2 separate regions of the Mus musculus genome follow, and region 1 is linked to region 2. A link is a contact called in public HiChIP or PLAC-seq data. All regions are on one chromosome and are shown on one strand. The core of a region is the stretch at or near the end of the contact, and the rest is flanking DNA. Distances in the headings are between cores, read along the strand shown.

Evidence for each region. HiChIP or PLAC-seq counts read pairs in DNA pulled down with a chosen protein or histone mark.
Region 1: an H3K27ac HiChIP or PLAC-seq map of stem cell-derived neural progenitor cells shows a contact between it and region 2, with 5 times the contacts expected there. The contact joins two enhancer-like sites. A contact is called at or near these places in 1 of 115 datasets of contacts at active chromatin or transcription factors (stem cell-derived neural progenitor cells) and 1 of 9 other capture datasets (embryonic stem cells).

The regions. Positions count from the first base shown.
Region 1 is chr11:109,209,045-109,214,038 of GRCm38.p6, reverse strand. It overlaps Gm39440 (a long non-coding RNA gene), which reads left to right. Exons shown (of 2, transcript XR_880276.2): 2 at 454-624. Among named protein-coding and RNA genes, the nearest start is that of Gm39440, 8.0 kb to the left of the region's middle. Within about 2 kb of position 3,013, at least 17 of the 459 cell types and tissues checked have an H3K27ac peak or open chromatin away from gene starts, as enhancers often do. A contact at or near this core is called in stem cell-derived neural progenitor cells, where this site is marked.
Region 2 is chr11:108,972,019-108,976,830 of GRCm38.p6, reverse strand. No RefSeq gene overlaps it. Among named protein-coding and RNA genes, the nearest start is that of Gm36876, 6.3 kb to the left of the region's middle. Within about 2 kb of position 2,755, at least 29 of the 459 cell types and tissues checked have an H3K27ac peak or open chromatin away from gene starts, as enhancers often do. A contact at or near this core is called in stem cell-derived neural progenitor cells, where this site is marked.

The DNA of each region.
Region 1 (4,994 bases), core at 1,764-4,263, 240 kb before region 2:
ATGGCAGTTGCAGTGGACTGAGGGACATGCAATGGTCAGTGGACTTTTTGATTTAAGAGACTGAGAGGAAAAGAGAAGATGGGCCATCAAGAAAACTACCAGGAAGTTTTGAGAAGCAAAATGAGATCATTGCCTACAGGGCTGTGGAGCAGGAGAGGTTTCAAGGTGGGGGGGAAAAAGTAGCTTGCTTGAATTTGGTGGGAAAGATCCAATAGTTGAATGTGAGATGAAGCTAGAGAAGGAGAAAAAAGAGGGTGGGTAACCATGACCCTTGCTGTGTGAAAGGGAATGAGACCTTCTGCAGAAAGGGGGACGGGCTTCTGTCGGAGCACGGAGAGATTGCCTTCAGGAAGAAGGGAGGGGGCAGAGCTCACAGGCATCTCTGCAGAGAGCCATGTGATACTGGAGCAGAATCCTGGGAGAGCTCTCTTCTGGTGGCTTCTGTTTCCTCAGAGGGGAGACGTGAAGAAAGGATGGCTGATGGTATGAGAAGAGAGGATATGTAGGCGAGTCTTGGAGGAAAGGAGGAGTCAGAGTGAACATGGTGAGTATGGGGGCTGCTTGGGAGTATCAGGGATTCACGCGCAGTTGGAAAACATGCGCTTTTATTCTACGGGATGACACTGCTGTGTCAACAATTTCCATAGGCAAATGCCTTGGCCCAACTGCAACAAGCGCCACTCATCAGCAGGGGACACATTCTAATACCATCAGTAGATATTGGGCATCATGGACAGTATCACTATACCCTCAATACATTGTTTTATTCTATATATGTTATATACACTGTGGTGGTTTGAATAGGCTTGCCCCCCCCATAGGCTCATGGGTTTCAATGCTTGGCCACAGGAAGTGGCTCTATTAGTGGGTGTGGCCTTGTTGGAGGAAGTGTGTCACTGTGTAGGTGGGCTTTGAGGGCTCCTTTGCTTGGGCTGTGCCAGTATGTGGAATCTAGTCTCCTCCTGGCTGCCTGCAGAAGTCAAGTCTCTTCCTGGCTGCTTTCAGATCAAGATGTAGAACTCTCATCTGCCTGGATGCTGCCATGCTTTCCAGCCATGATGATAATGGACTAAACCTCTGAAACTGTAAGCCAGCCCCAATTAAATATTGTTCTTTCTGAGAGTTGCCTTGGTCATGGCGTCTTTTTATAGCAGTGGAAATCCTGAGACATACACCTAACATGACATTTCAATGAATGGCTTCCCTTTGGTATATGTAAAGGGCATCACTGTGCTCACAGGTTGGGGTCATTAGAAGATAATGGTTATCACTCCCCTTCAGTGTGACAGGGATGTTCTGTGCCCTGTCTTTCTGCCTGAGGGCCGACTCTGGCCACATATGCACATTTGGTATTTTTGATGTCTAGACCTAGAGGCCTCATGCCTAGGCTAGATCCTACTCAACAGAGGGCTGAGTTTGAGGATCAACACCCTTCTGAGACTCATCTCTAGTGACCCCCCCCCCCCGTCATGGAGGAGTCTACAGTACCCACCTTGCTAGCTTTCTCACTTCCTGCCTCCTCTCTTCAGCCCCTCGCTAAGCTTTAGTACCTTCCAGGGCTGTTTCCCACAAGTGCAAGGACAGGAATGGGATAAGATTAGTGATCCAAAACCGAAGTGTCCAGAAACCATGCTCAGCCCAGGGCAGTCAGCGCTCTCTGCTGATTCTGCATATGTAGATCCAACTAGTCCCAAACTGGAAAGCATTCAGAAAACAACCGAACCTGTTGGACAGGCACAGAATTTCCCTCTTTGCCATTATTCCCTGGGCAGCACGGTGGACACGCTCTTATGTAGCATTTATGTTAGGTTAGGAATTAGATGTAACTGAGATGTATGGGCCAGACAGAGGTGTGGATGAAAACAGTTTTCCAGATGTAACAGGGCAGATGAACTCACAGAAACTGGGACAACATTCGCAAGTCTCGAACAAGCTCAAGCCAGATGAAATCCCAGTACAGGTTGGGTGTGGCTGTGGGTAATGAAATCCTACCCCTAGCCAAGAAGCTATTCCCAAGTGATCTCTGCCGTGGAAGGAAAAAAATGAGTATTTTTCAATGGAGGGAGAGTGAGTATATCAACCACCCACCAGAGCAGGACGCATGCTCAGGAGGAGTCAGGCAACACAAATTGAGCACGACAAATATGACCAAGGTATATTGTGTTGTTAAGGCTCACCCCTGAGCATAGCTACAGCCATTTTGTTCCATGCCTGACAGCTATTTCATATTGTTGCTGTAATATGCCTGCTAGTCATTGATGTAGAAAAAATAACTTGACTCAGAGCAGGGTCATGCTGACCACATACCCTGTTGGGTTCTCTATGTTAAGAGGTTTGTTAATCTTAAGAAATTCCACAACTGTAAGCTTCACACAGGACCCATCGCATTAAAGGTCAACATGAACTGTTATGTCTAAAATGGCTGGAGTCAGGGCCAACCACTGGGCAGCACTTCCAGCATCTGTCTATGTGCTCATTGTGGCTTTTGCAGTTTTAGCTTTTATAAGCTGACCATAGAGATGGGTTCGGCTTACTTAAGGGTTTGAAAGATGTGTGTAGGCTCTGTGCAGACTGCACACTACATTATTTAGGGGACAAGGCTCAGAACAAGTCCTCACAAAATAAAAACAAAACAAAACAAAAACAAAAAGAGCAAACTGGAATCATAGCAAGTGTATATGGGACTTGAACACTAATAGATTTTGGTATCTTGGGGGGAGGGGTTTCTAGGACCGTTTCCCTGCAGCTATTGAGGGAATAACTGAACACCAATGCACTCTGACTCCCCTCCCCTCCCCTCCCCTCCCCTCTCCCCCTCCCCTCCCCTCCAGTCTTCCCTTCCCTAATATACCTTCCTGGTTTATTTTGATGGCTCACTCTTGGATGTTAGTCCATAATAGCCTCAAGATCACATCCCGGAAGGCACCATGTTCAGGATCACACTGGCAATCTGAGAATGGAGCTGTTCACCGGGAGCCAGCGTGTTGCCGAGGGCATCCAGAAGGGCTTCGAGTGGCGTGTGGGTGCCTCTGCTTCACTGAGTTTCAAACGGACACTTCTTGTCAAGAGGCTCCTTCATTGGTCTCTGCTGACCGTTTTGGCAGGAAGCCCAGTGGAGACAATGGTGCCCTTTTCTCTCAACAGTCCTTTGGGTCACCTCAGAGAAGACCAAGGCCGGGAACTGAGGGTGGAGAGAGCAATTAGGAAGGAGGAGATGTGGATTTTCAAAGGTCAGCCGGAGTATGAGTAGCGATTGCCTGGAGATTTATTCCGAGTGCCTTTCCTGACTAGAAAAACAACAATAAAAGGGGGAAAAAACCCCACCCGGGCCCACAAGTGGGGTAGAAGTTGAAGAACACTTTAATTCATAAGGAAAAGGGCTTGAATAATTGATGCTACCACCCTGCCAAAGATAATTTCAGCCCGCTCCCTCTATCTCACAAAGACATTTAGCATTGATGCAGATCAAAGTGTCAGAAACCCCTGCTGCTAGGCTGAAAGGCAAAACTCGCAGCGGCCTTTCTCCGCTCTGATAATGTCGTCTTTATGTAGTTAATAAACTGCGCACTTCAGTCAAACTATATCATTACAGAAGACTTAGGGAGCTAATAATTTAAAAGCAAAGAATTGCCTCTGTTCCTCACTTTGAACTAAACAACATTCTGTTGAATGAGGGGGACATCAAAGTCTTGTCACTATTACCAGTGTGGCTCTAGCAGAAGGCCCCACAGAGTGGGTACTTCAGTCATCAAGGGGAAAAGAAAGAAAGGAAGGAAGGAAGAGATTAAAGACACTGGCTTATCCACGCAAAGGCGGTACCAGGTGTTTTGGTTATTATTGTTTGTACTGGGAGAGCATCAGGTGGCTCTAGTATCAATGCATGTCCTTGTCCAGCTGATGCTTATGAACCCGGGTCAGACAGTTCACTTTTCACCTTGGCCCTGCTCTGAACTTTGTCCTGATGATATCTCTGTTTGCCTTTAGCCTGTCAGCCCTGCAAAGCGCCTTGGCTTTCTTAGGTCCTGTTTAGGTGGCTTGTTTGGCCTCTCTTTGTGCAGGGTCATGGGGCATCGTGTTCTCCACCCAGTGTTGGCTTGCTGTTGGCCATTCAGTGGCTCACAGGCTCCTATTTGGCTGGATAAGGGCATCTGCTGCGTATCTGTTTGAGGGTATTTTAAGCAGGAAGTTATGAGATAGACAACCTTCCGATAGCATCTCACCGCTCGCCCCTATACCCCGCTCCAGTGCTGCTGGGCTTGACATGAGGGCCATTGTCTTAACTTCATGCTCTTCCCCAGGAATTATTCTGAGGATGGAATCACTCAAAACATGGAATCTCCTGCAAATGGCTTGAAAGAAACTCTGGGCAAGAAGCTTGAATAAACTCGAAGGAAGCAGACGACGAAGAGAGGCCTCTGTTGAAGCTAGGCTTTTCCCACTTCTGCACTGGAGATTTGCAATATGAATGATGGTCCCACTGGGGCAAGAAAGCTGTCTTATGCATTCTATAGCCACTGTCTGGTGGCTGTGGCTGTGTTAGTGGTAGTGGGGAACTGACATTCCAGATACATCCAACCTAACTGGTTCCTTAGGCCAATGACAGTTTTGCAGACAGCAGTTGGGGCCACTCTGAGACTTTTGCTGTCAGTTCACACAGCAGTTGGGACACAGTGAGTGTGTCAGCCTGCAGAGGGCATCTGGGCAGGGTGGTTCTAAGGGCAAAGCAAATTATCTACCAAATATAACTAGAAACTTGCAAAGTATAAACCTAAATCTTGAGGAAGACATACATGTATTTAAAAGCAGTTTTGCCGTCACCTGGTCAGAGTGGTGCATTGTCTACTGTAGAGGCAGTAGGCATTACGAAATTGATCAAAAGTAGTCTCAGCTACGTGGTGAACTAAAGGCTAACCTGGGCTAATTCTGTCTCAAGGGCAAAATAAGACACATACTATTGTTTTTACTTTCCGTCTTAATGTTCTCCAGCATCCTTG
Region 2 (4,812 bases), core at 1,506-4,005:
CTGCCCTGCTTGCCACTGCAGTCAAGCTCAGAGGGTAAAAATGGAAGAACTTGGAGAAGGACACCGCTCTGGCCTAGGTCAGCCAACTGCACACAGCTTTCTATGAACACACTTCATGTTCTGTGGAGTGAAGGGCAGGCAAGAACACATCCTTTAGATATTCTAATACAACCTTTCTTGAGAGCTCAGCTATAAACCCAGCCAGGTAACACCGCTCAAGTACGACACTGATCTATATGTTCTGGGCCGAGAGCCAGACACTCAGTGTTTTCCTGTATGACAGACTCAGTGGATGATGTTTAACCTTGACTTTCTGTGTCTATATTATATTTGAAAGATTTAACCTTGTCTACAAACCCAGCTAGTCTATCTGGTCAGCCAAATTACCCTAGTAAGAGAGTCCAGCCCTCGGTAGGAACACTCTCCAGCTACTCCCTCCACTCCTTGTTTTACAGGTAATGAACGAGGTTCTAGGGGAACTTATTCACAAGCCATTGGTAATAAAGAATGTGACAGATGGGACCTTGGTCCCTACATCTATGTATCTTTCATTTTAGCCAAGCAACACAGAAACTATCTGGATTTGCCATGAGAGCCTGCCATGTCATGCTGTAGGGACACTAGATAGATATGGTTTGAAAAACCCTTGAAGGGGTCAAGACCACAGTCATTGAAGTGGATGACCAGGCAACCTTCCCCTTCCAACAAATAGTACCCAGTGTATCAACTGACCCAGAGTCCAGCCCTTTCAAGATGGAGGAGGAGGAGGGCAGAACGCCCAGCAGCACCTGCCGGGGCTCTGAAAGATGGAAAGGGCTGAAGAAGAAAGAGCAGGAAAAAGCTTTCTTCCCCGTCAAGTTAGAGAGCCGGCAGAGAGAGCAGGAGCCAAGATCAAAACCCAGTAAAGGTCCCTCAAGTCAACTTCTCCCCGTTTTAATTAAGCAGAGAGTCCGCACGCTCACCCCCACCCCCGCGAATGCTTTGCAACTCAGCAAGAGCTACCGCAGCAGGTCGCAGTTAAGCCTTCAAACGACAGGCAGCCTCAGGGAAATGCCAGCAGCCACAGGTGCAAGCTCCAGCCCCTCCCACTCTGTACCCAGACAGTCCATCACAAGATGCCCAGGGGGTTCCCCAGAGCATGCCATGGGCCTCTTTCATGCAGGGACCCTTGGCAGAGCCACCCTTCTGTAAGAATGGCATCCTCTGTAGGGGCCCAGCCTCGTTCTGAAAACCTCAGTACCAGCAAATTCTGATCCCATCTCACAAAACCACTCTTCCCACTACCATAGACAATGCATTTATGCTTCCTACTGTGTATGTGTGCAGACGTGTAGACACATATATGCATGCACATAGAGTCCAGGGGACAACCTCCAAGTGTTGGCTTTTAAGTGTCATGGACCTCTTAAGACAGGGTCTCTCTCTGTCCTGGAGCTTAGGATAAGCTTCCTGGCCGCTGGGTCCTCCTGTCTTCACCTCCCAGTGCTGGGATTACAAACCCTGTGTCCTGCTTCTCTTTGTGTCCATTCTGGGGCTTGAACTCAGGTCCTCATAGTTTCACACAAACACTTTACCCACCACGCCATCTCCCCAGCCCCTTTTCTACTCTATTTAAATGCCAGAGGTTTGGATCTTAGTTTCAAGACTTACCAAGGAGGCTCCAGGTTCTTTGTGAAACCCCATTCTGTGAGACATTCTGTGAGACAAAGGCACCGTGTCCTCAGGTCACGTGAGATTCTAGGTCAGACCCTCTCATCCCTACATCTCCACTCTCTGCTCAGGTCCCATGCTCCAGCAAACATCCTTCGCTCCTGGACATCTTAGTTCCTCCACATCCCAGCCTTCACCACACTCCTCCCTCAGCCTGCATGCCTCTTCCTCTGCTCCCAACATCTTGTCCCACAACTGTGACCACCTCTAACATTGTCCCTGGATTCCTGGCCTGTAGCTACCGCCACTGGCAAATACTTGCATTGACTAACCAGCTTAGCTGTGCAAAGCAGTGGGGATTAGGCTGTGAGCCTTTCTGGCTAGCCAGTGTTCCCAAAGCCAAGGTTTCCCACCCTGATCTCCAACCGCATCTGTTGTCCTTCCTCTTTGGGCACGCTTTGTGTCAGGTGAAATGCTGAGAAACCCATTTCAAAATGTCAATGGGCCTCATGGGAAGAAGAAAGCAAGGGATATGGAATTTTACCCAGAAGGGCAGGAATGAGAGGGAAGGAGACCTCAACAAGCATAGGCAGGAGCCCCCCCCCCCCCAAGACCTGACTCTATGAGGGAGGCTATATCTGAAAGAGTCACATCTGACCTTCAACTTACAGATTCCCCCCTCCACCTGCCACCTATCTGCCACCCTTGTTGGTAGTGAACACTGTTGTTTGGTGAATGAAAGGAAGAGGAGGGAGGCTGGGTAGAAGGGTGGAGTGGGGAGCTAACAGTAACGATGCTAGCAGCTGGTGAGAGGAAGATGCTCTTGCAGTGCACAATGCAGCCCATCCAGCCCTTGGAGAACATCAGGCAGGCAGGCAGTCTCCCAGGCCAGGCGATTCCCGGATCCTGGGCTGGATCCCCACCGCCTCCTGTGTTCTTACTTCCCTGCCTGGTATGCAGGAGTAGTAACAGTACCTGTCTCCTAGGGGCTGTGAAGACCCAGTGGCTTAATTCAGACAAAGCGCTTAAGACAGCAAGCAGCTCAGAACAGAGCAACCACTATTTGGAAAGAATACTGGCCCTCCCTGCATTCCAGACGAGGAAATGGAGGCTTCCAGTCAGCTCCAGCAATAGTATAGCCTCACACTAACTAAACAAAGATTCTTGTGGAGCTCCCTGCCAGGAAAAAGGGATGGGGTTGGGGGGTGGGGGGAGGGGCGTCAATGCTCTGTCATCACAGGAAGAGGTCACTATGTAAAGTTCAGGTATAAGCCAGTGGTCCGCAAATCAGATGACACATTGGAAGTCTCACCAGCCCTACCAGTCTGAGTCCCTGTGGGGGCAGGCCCAGGTGTCATAGATTTCAAGGCTCCCTGGAGTTACACCAAAAGCTGGCTTCCACACTCCCAAAGACAGCAGCAGCAGCAGCAGAATGGAAGTGGCCAGAGCCTCTCTCCAGTGGAGAGCAGCAAAGAACTGACTTCCTTGTGATCTTCATCCAAACCCCGTTTTCTTTCACTAAGGGAATCTCCCAGCAGCCTCCGAGCAACCAGCCAAAGGTTGGGTCCTCAGCCGCAGAACAAAGAACGCTTTGAGGTTTCATGAGGAGCTGTGTGGCTCTCTGGCCCTGGACTGCTAAGATCTCCAGGGAAGGCCTGGCCACCCCACCCAGCACAAAGGGAGTCTTGGAGTGTGCTGGGCTGTCAGCTGGTCCATCCCAAAGGCAGCACCTCCTGCTACCCTCAATCTGGGCCTAGAAGCTCAGCAAAGTGAGATAGCAACAGAGGAAGACAGACAGAGAGGGTCACCCACATGGCCTGTGGCCCCTTCTGCTGCAGGGGAGCCAGCTTAACTTTGACAGGTGAGTGGGGCCCCCTAGGTACACAGGTCTCCTGCCCCCCTAATCTGGTTGCTTGGGGAGTACAGGAGAATCTCTGTGTGAAGGAAAGTGCCCTCAGCCCCTATTCTGGGGTATACAGATAGTAAAGATAGTAAAGATGATGCCATCCCATCATTTCCTGCCTCAAAGGTAGATGATGGGATGGCAATCAAGAAAACATTTCAAAGGGGGTAGAGAGATGGCTCAGCAGTTAAGAGCACTGACTGCTCTTCCAGAGGTCCTGAGTTCAATTCCCAGCAACCACATAGTGGCTCACAAAGATCTGTAATGGGATCCGATGTCTGGTGTGTCTTCAGACACATGTAGGCACATACATAAATTAAATAAACCTTTTTTAGAAAAAAAGAAAAGAACACATTCCAGGCCTGTTTGTCCAGCCTGTAGTCTTATTACTTGAGAGCCTGAGGCTGGAGAATTTTAAATTTCAGGGCTTGTTGAGGTCCCAGAGTATGCTCAATCCCAACCTAGTAAATTTACTAGAATGTAATTTCGAAGAATCAAACCATGTGCCAGGTGTGGTTGTGGCGACAGAGGCAGCAGTGGTGGCCTGCATCTTTCATCCCAGCACTCAGGAGGTAAAGGCAGGTAGATCTCTGTGAGTTCAAGGCAGTCTGCTCTACAGAGCCAGTTCCAGAACAGCCAGGGCTGTTACACCGAAAAACCCTGTCTCAAAAAACCAATCAATCAATCAATCAATCAATCAATCAATCAATGTAAGAATGTTTAAAACGTTTACAAGGGGGTGGGCACAGCAACAGCATGCCTTTATCCCAGCACTTAGGAGGCAGGAACAGGCAGCTCTCTTAATTGGATCTACAGGGTCTTAGCCTGATCTACAGAGGGAGTTCCAGAACAGCCAGGGCTATACAGATAAACCCTGTCTCAAGTAAACAAACAAAGAAAAAGTTGAAAAGAGAGTTGAGGCTGGAGCAGTGGCAGAGCACCTGCCTGGCATGCAGAGGGACTAGGATCAATCCCAGGAGTAGAGTACCCAGGCCCCTTTCCATTGCTGTGAGAAGACCCTGACTATAAGCACTTGGGGGAGGAGAGGTTCGTTTGGCTTACCTTTGCCGGTCACAGTTCGTTGCTGTGAGAGGTCAAGAAGAAGGAACAAGGCTTGCTGGTTCAGCTTCCGGTGTCCATAGGCCAACCCAGTATCACTTACTCCACTGAGAGTCTCTCGCCCCACCACCCACCCCCAGGTGATTCTAGGCTGTGTTGACAGTTAATGCTAACTAAAACAGGAGAGGAGGGGAGGGGAA